2 separate regions of the Rattus norvegicus genome follow, and region 2 is linked to region 1. Evidence: chromatin contacts called from public Hi-C data. All regions are on one chromosome and are shown on one strand. The core of a region is the stretch at or near the end of the contact, and the rest is flanking DNA. Distances in the headings are between cores, read along the strand shown.

The links. Hi-C and Micro-C count contacts between places; a contact is called where the count stands out from the background.
Region 2: a Hi-C map of the A7r5 cell line shows a contact between it and region 1, with 7 times the contacts expected there. The contact joins two enhancer-like sites. A contact is called at or near these places in 11 of 12 Hi-C or Micro-C datasets (the A7r5 cell line, the Rat2 cell line, Schwann cells and 7 more) and 1 of 1 datasets of contacts at active chromatin or transcription factors (oligodendrocytes).

The regions. Positions count from the first base shown.
Region 1 is chr8:39,081,053-39,086,313 of GRCr8, forward strand. No RefSeq gene overlaps it. Among named protein-coding and RNA genes, the nearest start is that of Kcnj1, 22 kb to the left of the region's middle. Within about 2 kb of position 3,844, at least 2 of the 93 cell types and tissues checked have an H3K27ac peak or open chromatin away from gene starts, as enhancers often do. A contact at or near this core is called in the A7r5 cell line, where this site is marked.
Region 2 is chr8:39,864,232-39,868,947 of GRCr8, forward strand. No RefSeq gene overlaps it. Among named protein-coding and RNA genes, the nearest start is that of Ets1, 500 kb to the left of the region's middle. Within about 2 kb of position 2,135, at least 9 of the 93 cell types and tissues checked have an H3K27ac peak or open chromatin away from gene starts, as enhancers often do. A contact at or near this core is called in the A7r5 cell line, where this site is marked.

The sequences.
Region 1 (5,261 bases), core at 2,594-5,093:
ATAGGAGTCAGGGTTCCGCCGAGGTGGACTGTAGACTGTGTCCTTGTGGAGAGGTAAGTTGACATGTGGCGTTAAGCTTGAACAAGCTGAAGAGGGCATACACTAAGGTAGGGTGAGGGAAAGGCTATGGGGGGGACCTGAGCAAGGAAAGGAGCCTGTCACGGGTGGCTAGGGGGCCTCCAGAGAAGAAACACTGGTTATTGGCAGAGGGTGGTACTCAATATGCCTAACAAAAACCATGGTTTTTATTACAAGGAAAGGAAGAATTAGAGGAATCCTGAGATGCCTGATTGAACACTTCTGAATGAACTCAGGATTTTCAATATAGATTGAGATGAATATGTAGTGTGTACATATTTATTTATGCATGTGTATACATGAACACATGTAAATCCATATATGCACATAAAACAGGCATATTATATATATGCACATGCATGCAATGCCTAGTGCTATCCTCTGGGGAAACTTGGAGACAGGACACCTAGCACCCATATATTGGCTTTGAAAAACATCATTTCCTTCTAAAATGATCCAGGAATCCATGAATTAGGGACTGGAACCCTAAATGTGTTTTTGAAGGAACAAGTAAGGAAGTTAGCATGTGCTGGGTAAAGTTGAAACCCACTTAAATGGTTTCCTATTGGGCCAAAATAACTACCCAACTAATGAGAAGAACATATCCAAGTCTTTCAATAAATGGAAAACACAAGTCACTAGAGATGTACCTTTAGGAATACTTATGAACACTTATTTATACTTAAACACACACACACACACACACAGGGATGAATTGATGCATTAGAATTTGATGGTGGGGGGATATTTCCATAATCCCACGAGGAACATCCGCACGATATGCTAATTACAAAAGGGAAAATGTACAATTTCCAGAAGAGCCTGGAACGTCATCTGTTCCACAAATCATCTAAGTGAACCCCGTCAGTATGAAGATACACTGAGAGCACGTACCTGCCAGGGGAGGAACCTAGTATGACTTCTATGATTGTTGCTCACCGGGAAGCCAGACCTACCCATGAGCACACACCAGAAAGCCAAAGCCTGGGGATTATTCTACAACGTGACCAGCCCATGGCAATCTAAATATCCAAGGTTCTGAAAGCCAGGGGAAGACTGGGCATCCCAAATGTCACTTGTGATTCTAGGTTGTCCTTTCTTCTCCAACAACGGATGATAATGGGCTGGCCTGGTGGTACAAGGTTGCTCATTTGCGTTACTATGGAAACCAAGGCAGGAGGATCACAAGGATTAATTTGGTTACAAAGCAAGTTTAAGGCCAGCCTGGGCAACTGAGTGAAGTCTTGCCTCAAAATGAAGAGTAGAGCAGGGATCTGACAACGTAGCCCAGGGTGGAGCTTGCCTAGCAGATGTGTGACAGACAGGTTGGTGAAGCTCAGTTCCCAGAGTTGGAAAAAATTATCTGTGCAGAAAGAAAAGTGATTGGTGCCTGAGAGTGCCCTGGAAGTAACCTGTCCAGGTTAGTTTTCTGGTTCTCTGGCTTGTGGTAGACTCCACAGGAGAAGACAGATGTTTGACAGAAATATATGCTCAGGTATCCAGAGCCAACGGAGCATTGGTCAGGAGTCTGCTCTCAGCCGGCTCAAGAAAAGATGTTTATTTATATTTTCCAGCTGTTTTGTAAGTTTGCAATGACCTCAAGCCTGTATAATTTTTGTCTTTGTGTGTGTAATGGTGTATGTGTCTGAGTGAATGTGGTATATGCAAACTTGTGTGTGCAGAAGTGGTTTAGTGCAGGGCTAGAGAAGGGTGTCAGGTGTTCTGTTCTATTGCTCTCCCTCGTAGGCCACTGAGAGAAGGTCTTTCATTCAACCGGGAACTAGACTCACAGCTGTCGAGCCACAGAGATCCAAACTCTTGTCTCCCTCCTCTTCCCCACCACGCACTGTTGATTACAGATGTGTATGGAACTGAGATTCCCACTCATGCTCTCTTACACTGACAAATCCTCTTATCTACTAAGTCAGCTCTCTCCTGCTCCAAAATCTTGACATCTAAAACTAGTTATTATGTAAAATAAATTAGCATTTTACTGTTTAACACTTTCTCTGTCTCTCTCTGTCTCTCTGTCTGTCTCTCTGTCTGTCTCTCTGTCTCTCCCTTCCTCTCTCTCTCTCTCTCTCTCTCTCTCTCTCTCTCTCTCTGTGTGTGTGTGTGTGTGTGTGTGTGTGTGTGTGAGTTGATGTCATATCTTTCTCTATTACTGTACAATCTTTTGAGGTCAGAACTCTGCACTGAACTTGGAACTAGCTTATTGGCCAGAGAACTTCGGTGACCTGCCTGTCTCGGCCCCACCATTGCTGGGATTACAGACACAGATATCCAGCTTGGCTTCCTAAGTGTGAGCTCGGGATCAGGATGCAGGTCCTAATGTTTGCCCAGCAAGCACATTATCCACTGTGCCATTTTCTCAGCTCCTAACTTAACTCTATATTATATCAGGGGGACCAGAGCCACATTTCAAGTTTTTAATGATCAAAGGAAGCACCAGTCTACTAAGACTTCATGTAATATTTTGAAGTTCAGTATCTTTTTTTAAACGGGGAACACTTACACGATCTTACATCACTTCTTTGATAGCCTTGAACGATGGTACACAACAGTCCTTGCTTTACCCCTGAGGAAGTGAACCTGAGACAGGAGTTCATAACTCGGGGAGGGACAGCTGGATTCACAACCCAGTCTTGCTGACTATGGATCCTTTCTTCTGCTTCACTCCACATTTACAATTGACCACTTGCTGGGATCCAGAGTCACCACAGTGGCAAACAAGAGACGTATGTCCCACCTCCCATGAGGCCTCTGAGGAACTGTAGGTCCGTGATAGTGTTGGACACAAGGTTATCAAGGCAGAGAATCCCACCTGCCAACTTCTTAGCCAATTTAACGATCTATTCAGTATTTCTGACAAAGCCCATTTCTAGCTTCCCTTTAGGCCGTTCTCTTAGTTAAAGCCCCTGAAGCCTCTTTCATGCTCTACTGACCTGAGGTGACCACACGGAACCAGTGAAGGACAAGAACCCACACAGGGCACTACAGAAATATGAATATCCTCTGGAAAACTCGATCTACACTCTCTTTTCACTCACTTGAAAAAAAAAACACCCACCTTCCTGACCATAAATTAAAAGTCTACATTAAGTGCCTAGACAGAGTGGTTATCAACTAGTACAGTTTTAATAACGTCCCTTAAGAAATCTAGCAGGTGACAATGTCTACACACACACACACACACACACACACACACACACGCTTCCTGTGTAGCATTTTGCAGTGGACCTCCATGTTGTTCTTTGCTGCTTCACAGGATCATTGGCAGGAGATGTTACTCAGCTCCCTGGTCAGTAGGTATTAATAATTTGCCTGCTAGATGAAAGTATTTAAAATTTGAGCGCAGGGTTGCTGGGATTATATCCACACTCGTTTAATCTCCCCAAATTATCTCTCTCTTCCAGCTAAGAAAACACATGCATTAACTGGGTTAAAAAACCCAGAAGGTTAATCTAGCAATTGTAGGTAAGTGAGCGCTCTCACTGGAAATGTGTTTTCCCCTAGAGCTTTTAAGCTAAGTGTAAATTGACTATGTGCTTAGGAATTTGCCAGCTCAGACAGACTGCAACGATTAGACAGGAGGCCAAGTAGGAGTGAAAGAGGGAGACAGACCCCAGACGTGAGCCCCCATTTCTTTCAAAAACTTCCCTTCATATTCCTTCTCAATTGGCTGAGACCCTGGAGGTTTGCCTGGCTGAACCACTTCCTCTCCGAAGAGGCCGTCCTCCCAGGGAACCTGGGATTTGTAGTATTCAAACCAGCTGACCTTTCTTAATCCTTTGGGGGTGGAGGATATGGCTGAAGGCACGCAGTATCCTTTTCAGCGGCCTTCTAGTGATGAAATGCTCAGTGTGTGTTTTCACAAACCACAGAGGCCTTCTTGAATAAAAGTGAAGCCTCTGTGCTCACCAGAACCTGACTCCTGCCCCTCTCTAGTCTAAGCCCTCGCCCCTGGTCTCTGCGGACACTCCATCTCCTCTTTGCTACCTCCTGAGTTCTAGATGCAAGCCCCCTCTCCGGATGACATAAAGGAACCTCTGTGAAGAGTCAGACCACAGGAAGGTGCAGGATGCCGGCTGGCAGCAGACGCCATGCTCACAGACCGTGTCCCCAAGCACATTCTTCCGAAGTTTACTTTCCCAGCAGTTTTCAAAGCGACGTGTTTGCATGGTGGTTATTAGTAAAGAAACACAAGGGAAAGTGGTATGTGACAGCAACTCCTCAGGGTCCAAGCTTTCTCGTAGAAAGCAGGCTGAAGATGTGATGGTTCAGCTGTCGAGGGCACGTCCTACACAGGGGCGGGGTTCACTTCTCAGTACCCACATGGTGACTCATGATCAGTAACTCCAGTAACGAGCATCTAACTCTCCTCTTCTGACCTCCTTTAGCACCAGGCACTCAACATTGTACACATACTTACATGCATGTACACCTATGTACAGAAAATAAAGTAAGACAAGAAAATCTAAAAATAACTTTTAAAAAAAATCTATATTTGTACCTTGCAATTTGAAGGGTATTGGTTTCAGGAAGTCACGGGATACCCAACCCCCTGGATGCTCAAGTCCCTTATGTACAATGGCGTGGTGCTTCTACGTAATTTATGCATTATATATTTAAATCACTCTAAGTTATTTCTATTGAGCAATGCAATGTAAAGGCTGTGGAAATTATTGTTACACTACATTATTTAGGGGATAAGGGAATATTATATGTATAAATAATGCTTTATATATGTTTATAAATATTATATATCATAATGAAGTTATATTTAGGGGTAATAAATGTCCACAGGTTGAACGCAGACGCAATTTTTAAAAGTGATTTTTTGACTCACAGTGGTTTTTAAAATATCCACAAATAATACCTTGCTCTCTGGTTGTGCTTTTCTTAGGATTAGTGGATATTCCTTTCTTCCCTGGTATTCTGGATCCTTTTCTCTCACTTGGTTTTGACTGCAAATATTCTGTTTATGAAACCACACTTCATTCATTTACGATGGGCAGAACTCATGTGTTGGGCTCACTCCCCAGGTGCATGAAGATATTATTGATTAGAAAAAGCTATGATCACTTTAAATGTCCTTAAACTTCTAGTGTTTTTTGACTTCTGAAAATGTTTCAAAGCAACAGATATTGAAAATACAACTTCCTTTGGGTATTGACAATATT
Region 2 (4,716 bases), core at 885-3,384, 780 kb after region 1:
GGGAATACACCTAGCCTGACTTGGATATTGGCTCCAGTGGGATATGCCAGACCAGCATTTTCAGAAAGCTCCATATTCAAGTTTGGATCTTGACCCAGCTCACTGTTTCACAAGGACACTCCTTGTATTATTTGCCTTCTGATGTTTTCATGTAGGTCACTTAGAAAGCTTGGGTTTCAAATGCCAAATTCCAGTGTGTGTGTGTGTGTGTGTGTGTGTGTGTGTGTATGTGTGTGTGTGTGTGTGTGTGTGTTGTATGTGTGTGTATGGCATAGGCGTTTTCATATGTCAATTTCATTTTCAAAGTAAGAATCACAAACTTTGTATTTAGACGAGATTTAGATTTATGAAATCGAATCATCTCAACTCAGTAGGTGAGAACACAGCACAGGCCTGCTTTCTGTGGGCATGTTTATTGTGTCTCTGCTACAAATATCACATGGATGGTGATCATGGGATGGATACATAGAAGCATTATAGTAATTTATTAGAAGGTAAAATTTTGCCACTTAAAGTTCACTTCCTCCGTAATTCCCTCATGGGAAATGGTGAATCTGACATTTATCTCTTGATTTGAAAAGTGGGTGTGACTCAAAGCTATTCTCACTGGAAATGGGCAGCCCAGAGTTGGCCTTTCTGCAACATTTCTAACTTCAGTGTTGATCAGCAGTCGTGTACCTAAGTTGAATGAATTTCTTGTCTTGGAAGCTCCTGCTACTTATCTAGCTTCACATTTTAAACCTAGACACTTTATAGCAAGGAAGTTATTCAGATGTTTTGAAATCTTAGCCTCCTATTGAAAACTCTTAAAACAACATGTTATTTCAACACATGCTCTTCCAGAGCCAGTTGTTTGAGATTCTTGGATTCTCAACCCATCGCACAGGTCAATGTCTATTCTGTATGTTGTCTGGGTATTTGGATTTCTACCCATCAGAAGGAAGAAACCCTGGTTTTACCCTGCACACAAAAGAAGTCCTTACTTATTGTATGTAAGGGAGGTGTATGTGTAATCTTGCTTTCCTTCCTTCTCCTCCCTCGCCTTCCTTCTCCTTCTTTTCCTCTGCATAGTTGGCATGTCATGAAGCGAAAATTCAAATGGCAATAATTGCCTGGTGGTCATAAAAATCTCAACTATCAACCAAAGCTGCTCATAAATAACACAGAAATGATCACTGTGTAACCCCTGCATTTTGCTAGTTTCACTCATTGTCTCCTTATCATAAGTGTCACTAATATTGTTTTGTACTAGCTCTATCTAGATTATGAAGTTACTCAGGCAAAGCAAAGCAATTAAGCAAGGGAAAGCTAACGGTCACAATTGTAGCTATTGTGGAAGAGCTGCAGATAGATGAATGGTAATTCCTGACATAATAGGCCTAGTAGGGAAAACTGGCATCTAATTACTGAGTCAAACAGAGCACACTGTGATGGACAGTATGGCATATACCAAGCAATACGGAAGGAGAAGACACAGATTTAACAACTGCTAATAAGCATCTGAATGAGAGAGATCCATAAAATATTACCTAGAAATTGTTCTTTATAAAATCCTCTCTCACAATTTCCCCTCTTGGTCCCATAAAAACAAACCACGCATGACCCATTTTTAGTGCCCTCTCTGTCACAACCCACATTCAAAGCTCCACAAATTATAATCTGCGCATTAAAATTGCTCTTCTAAGTGTCTGTCTCAAATACCTACGCCCGGAAAGATGGCCTCCTTGCAGTACAGTACTGCAGAGCATTGCCAGTGTGGTTAGCAGAATGTAGGTTAGGCCAGGAAGCCTTTGTGAAAGAGCAGTTGTTGGTGGTTTGGCTCAGAGAGCGTAAGTCTTTCCAAGGGTGTCTTTACTGCTAACTTAGAAGTGATGGATAGAGGCCACAGGCTGTTTTGGACTCAGGTCTTAGAAAAAATTCAAGAAAAATGACATTATTGTATTTGAGGACTATCCTGGAAAGTCCCTCCATACTCAGGCACAGGGCACAGGCCCTGCTTGGGTCAACTCTTGAGAAGAGGGGTTTTTAAAGTTCACACACCCTTGTAATTGGCTTCCTAAGAATGTACATAAACAGGACAGTCTGAGATATTAAAATTCCCCCACACACCCCACCTCCCACTGAAAACCACAGAATGGGCCACCCATTCCCTGACTCACTGTTTGGCACTGATAAAGCCCCTACTTACCACAGGCCCCAAACACTAGGAAAGATGAGAATTCTTTCCTAAAGTCCCTAAAGAACGTGCCAAAAGATTCTTTGACTTATTTCTTCATCTCTCCCTCTAAACGGAGGCACAGTATCCATCACATTTCAGAGAAGTTCTGCGTTATAAAGAGGCAAACAATGAGTTTCAGACCCTTGGCAGGCTCTCCTGTTCACACCAGCAAGAACAACGTACAGATTCAACCTGGCACCTTGAATCAGTGTATGTCGGACTAAATGTTCAAATAATTTTCTTCTCAACCATCTTTGCTCCAGAGCATCTGTGGAGCACTGTGGAGCACTGTGGAGCACTATTTTGAGCCTCAGCCATTACAGAAGTCAATGGAGATTCAAAGATGCTTGATATGTGTCCCTCAACCCCCAACCCCAAGGAGATGAATGAACCTAGGCAGCAAGAGTGACTTGTGGGGGAGGGAGTAGAAGAGAAGCCGTGCCCAGGGCACAGAGGTAGTAGCCAGAGTCTGGGCAGACCCCACTGCGAATATTTTGGGGTAGAGGAAAAAGCATTGAGGTAGTTATAAACACAAATTGAATAATCTTTTCAATTCATCTACAGGAGAAAATATGGCCCAGAAAGGTGCTGTGATTTACCTTATATTAAACAGTTGCAAGTAAATAACCTTACTGTCAGAACAAGTAGAAGGGGGGAATTGGTGAACAAGGCAGTGGAGAACCTGGGCTCGGCTAGAAATACCCAAACCAGCTGAAAGAGCTCACGTTTGAGGGAGGATTTTGGTGCTCTTTAAAGAATCACACAAACTGCCTTGATGGACTCTTCTGGAATACACTAGAGTAAGCTATTCCAAGAAGACACTACAAAGGGACAGAAAAGTGGGTGAAGACTTTACAAAAAAAGTTCTATAGAACAATGAATATCTAAAGTAATTTTTATTCTTTTGATTTGTAGCCTCTTGCATTGAATTCCTTTTCATGTCTACCCTGGCTCTCGTTTTTTTTTTTAAAAAGACCTAGTCAGTGAAATAACATCTTAAGGATTCACTGAATGACCCATGGTATTATGGCCAGGGATTCAATCACAGCACATTCGTTGATGAATTATTGTATGAGTAGTATCCTGCTAAGGCCTGCACTGTACAAAATGCCCCTAAGTTACAGCTGGATCCTACATATATATGGATAAATGAAATAAAAGAAAGACAGTGAAATGGGTTCTTCAAGGTTTAAGGCATTTGCATGTGCTCTCTGCGAATGCTTCTCATTACTGCTGCTGATTATGCGCCTTCTCCCCTATCTGACTGACCTCATTCCCTGAGTGCTTTTTAGTTTGTGCTGGCTTCTCTTTTCTTGTCTGCAGACTGACATCCCCTTTTCCTTTGCAACTCTTCCTCTTCTTACCTGTTACCACAGCACTGTCGGCAAGGCTGACAGCATCCCATGGGCAGCTCAAACCTACTGGTAAACAAATTCAGTCACTTCACCAACTCTACAGTTTTCTTGAACACGTTCCTTGGCAAATGATGCCAGCATCATACCTGTATCAGGAATCTGAACATCGTCCTGTTCTCGCTCCTTCTTTGACCTGTATACCCTAATGATCACCATTTTTTTTCTGATAATTCATCATTCTTCTCTGTGCCTCAACTAAGAGCCATTGGCCTCAAGAAACACAACCTCACTGCATATTGACTGTGGAAGGAACATATTTGAAAAATGTTGGCAGAGAAGCACAGGAATTCATAGGGATGATGGAGTCATGAAGTCTACAGAGAAGCTATGACAGGAACTGGGATTCAGGCTGTGGATGTCTCCTCTAGCACTCAGAATCCTGGGAGATGGCTTCCTCTCTCTTTCAAAACCATACTCTGTGAAATTTCCCTTGAGTTTGCAGATACAGAGAGACAGTCCTCCGTGAACATGAGCATGGCTGGTTTAGGCTGTGCTTGGTCTTTACCCCAGGAATTATCACACTGGATTTATAATAGCTGTGGGCATCTGGCTCACCCACCATATTCCCACAAGGCAGTGAGCTCCTTGTTCGTATCTGTATTCTGTAGGGTGCCTTATAACCTATGATACCCAGCAACAAGCAACAAAGGCGTGCAGAATGATCACTGGTCTCTACCTCCAGTGGGTCACTTTTGTGGTAACCTCAGTATCAGTCACATCATCACGAGATCACTACACCAAGCTCATGACTGCCTACTACTACATCCCTGCTAACTGAATTCTCCTGACTGCCTGCCTCCTGCCCATACCGCAGCTGGAGTGATTACTTTGAAACCAAAGGCAAACCACAGTATAAACCTGTTTCAAAAGTTTTAATGACTCTCTGTTTTACACACAGTAGAAGCCAAAGTCTTATGTTGTCATGGCATGCCCGGTGGGATGTGACCCTCCCTGACCTCCTCCACCTGAGCTCCTAGTACTTTGTACTCCATCACACTAGTCCCCATCCTGCTTCCATCAAATGTCACCAGAAGACACCTTTCCTTCTGTGCCTGGAAGATCTGTCACGGGTAACTTCACGGT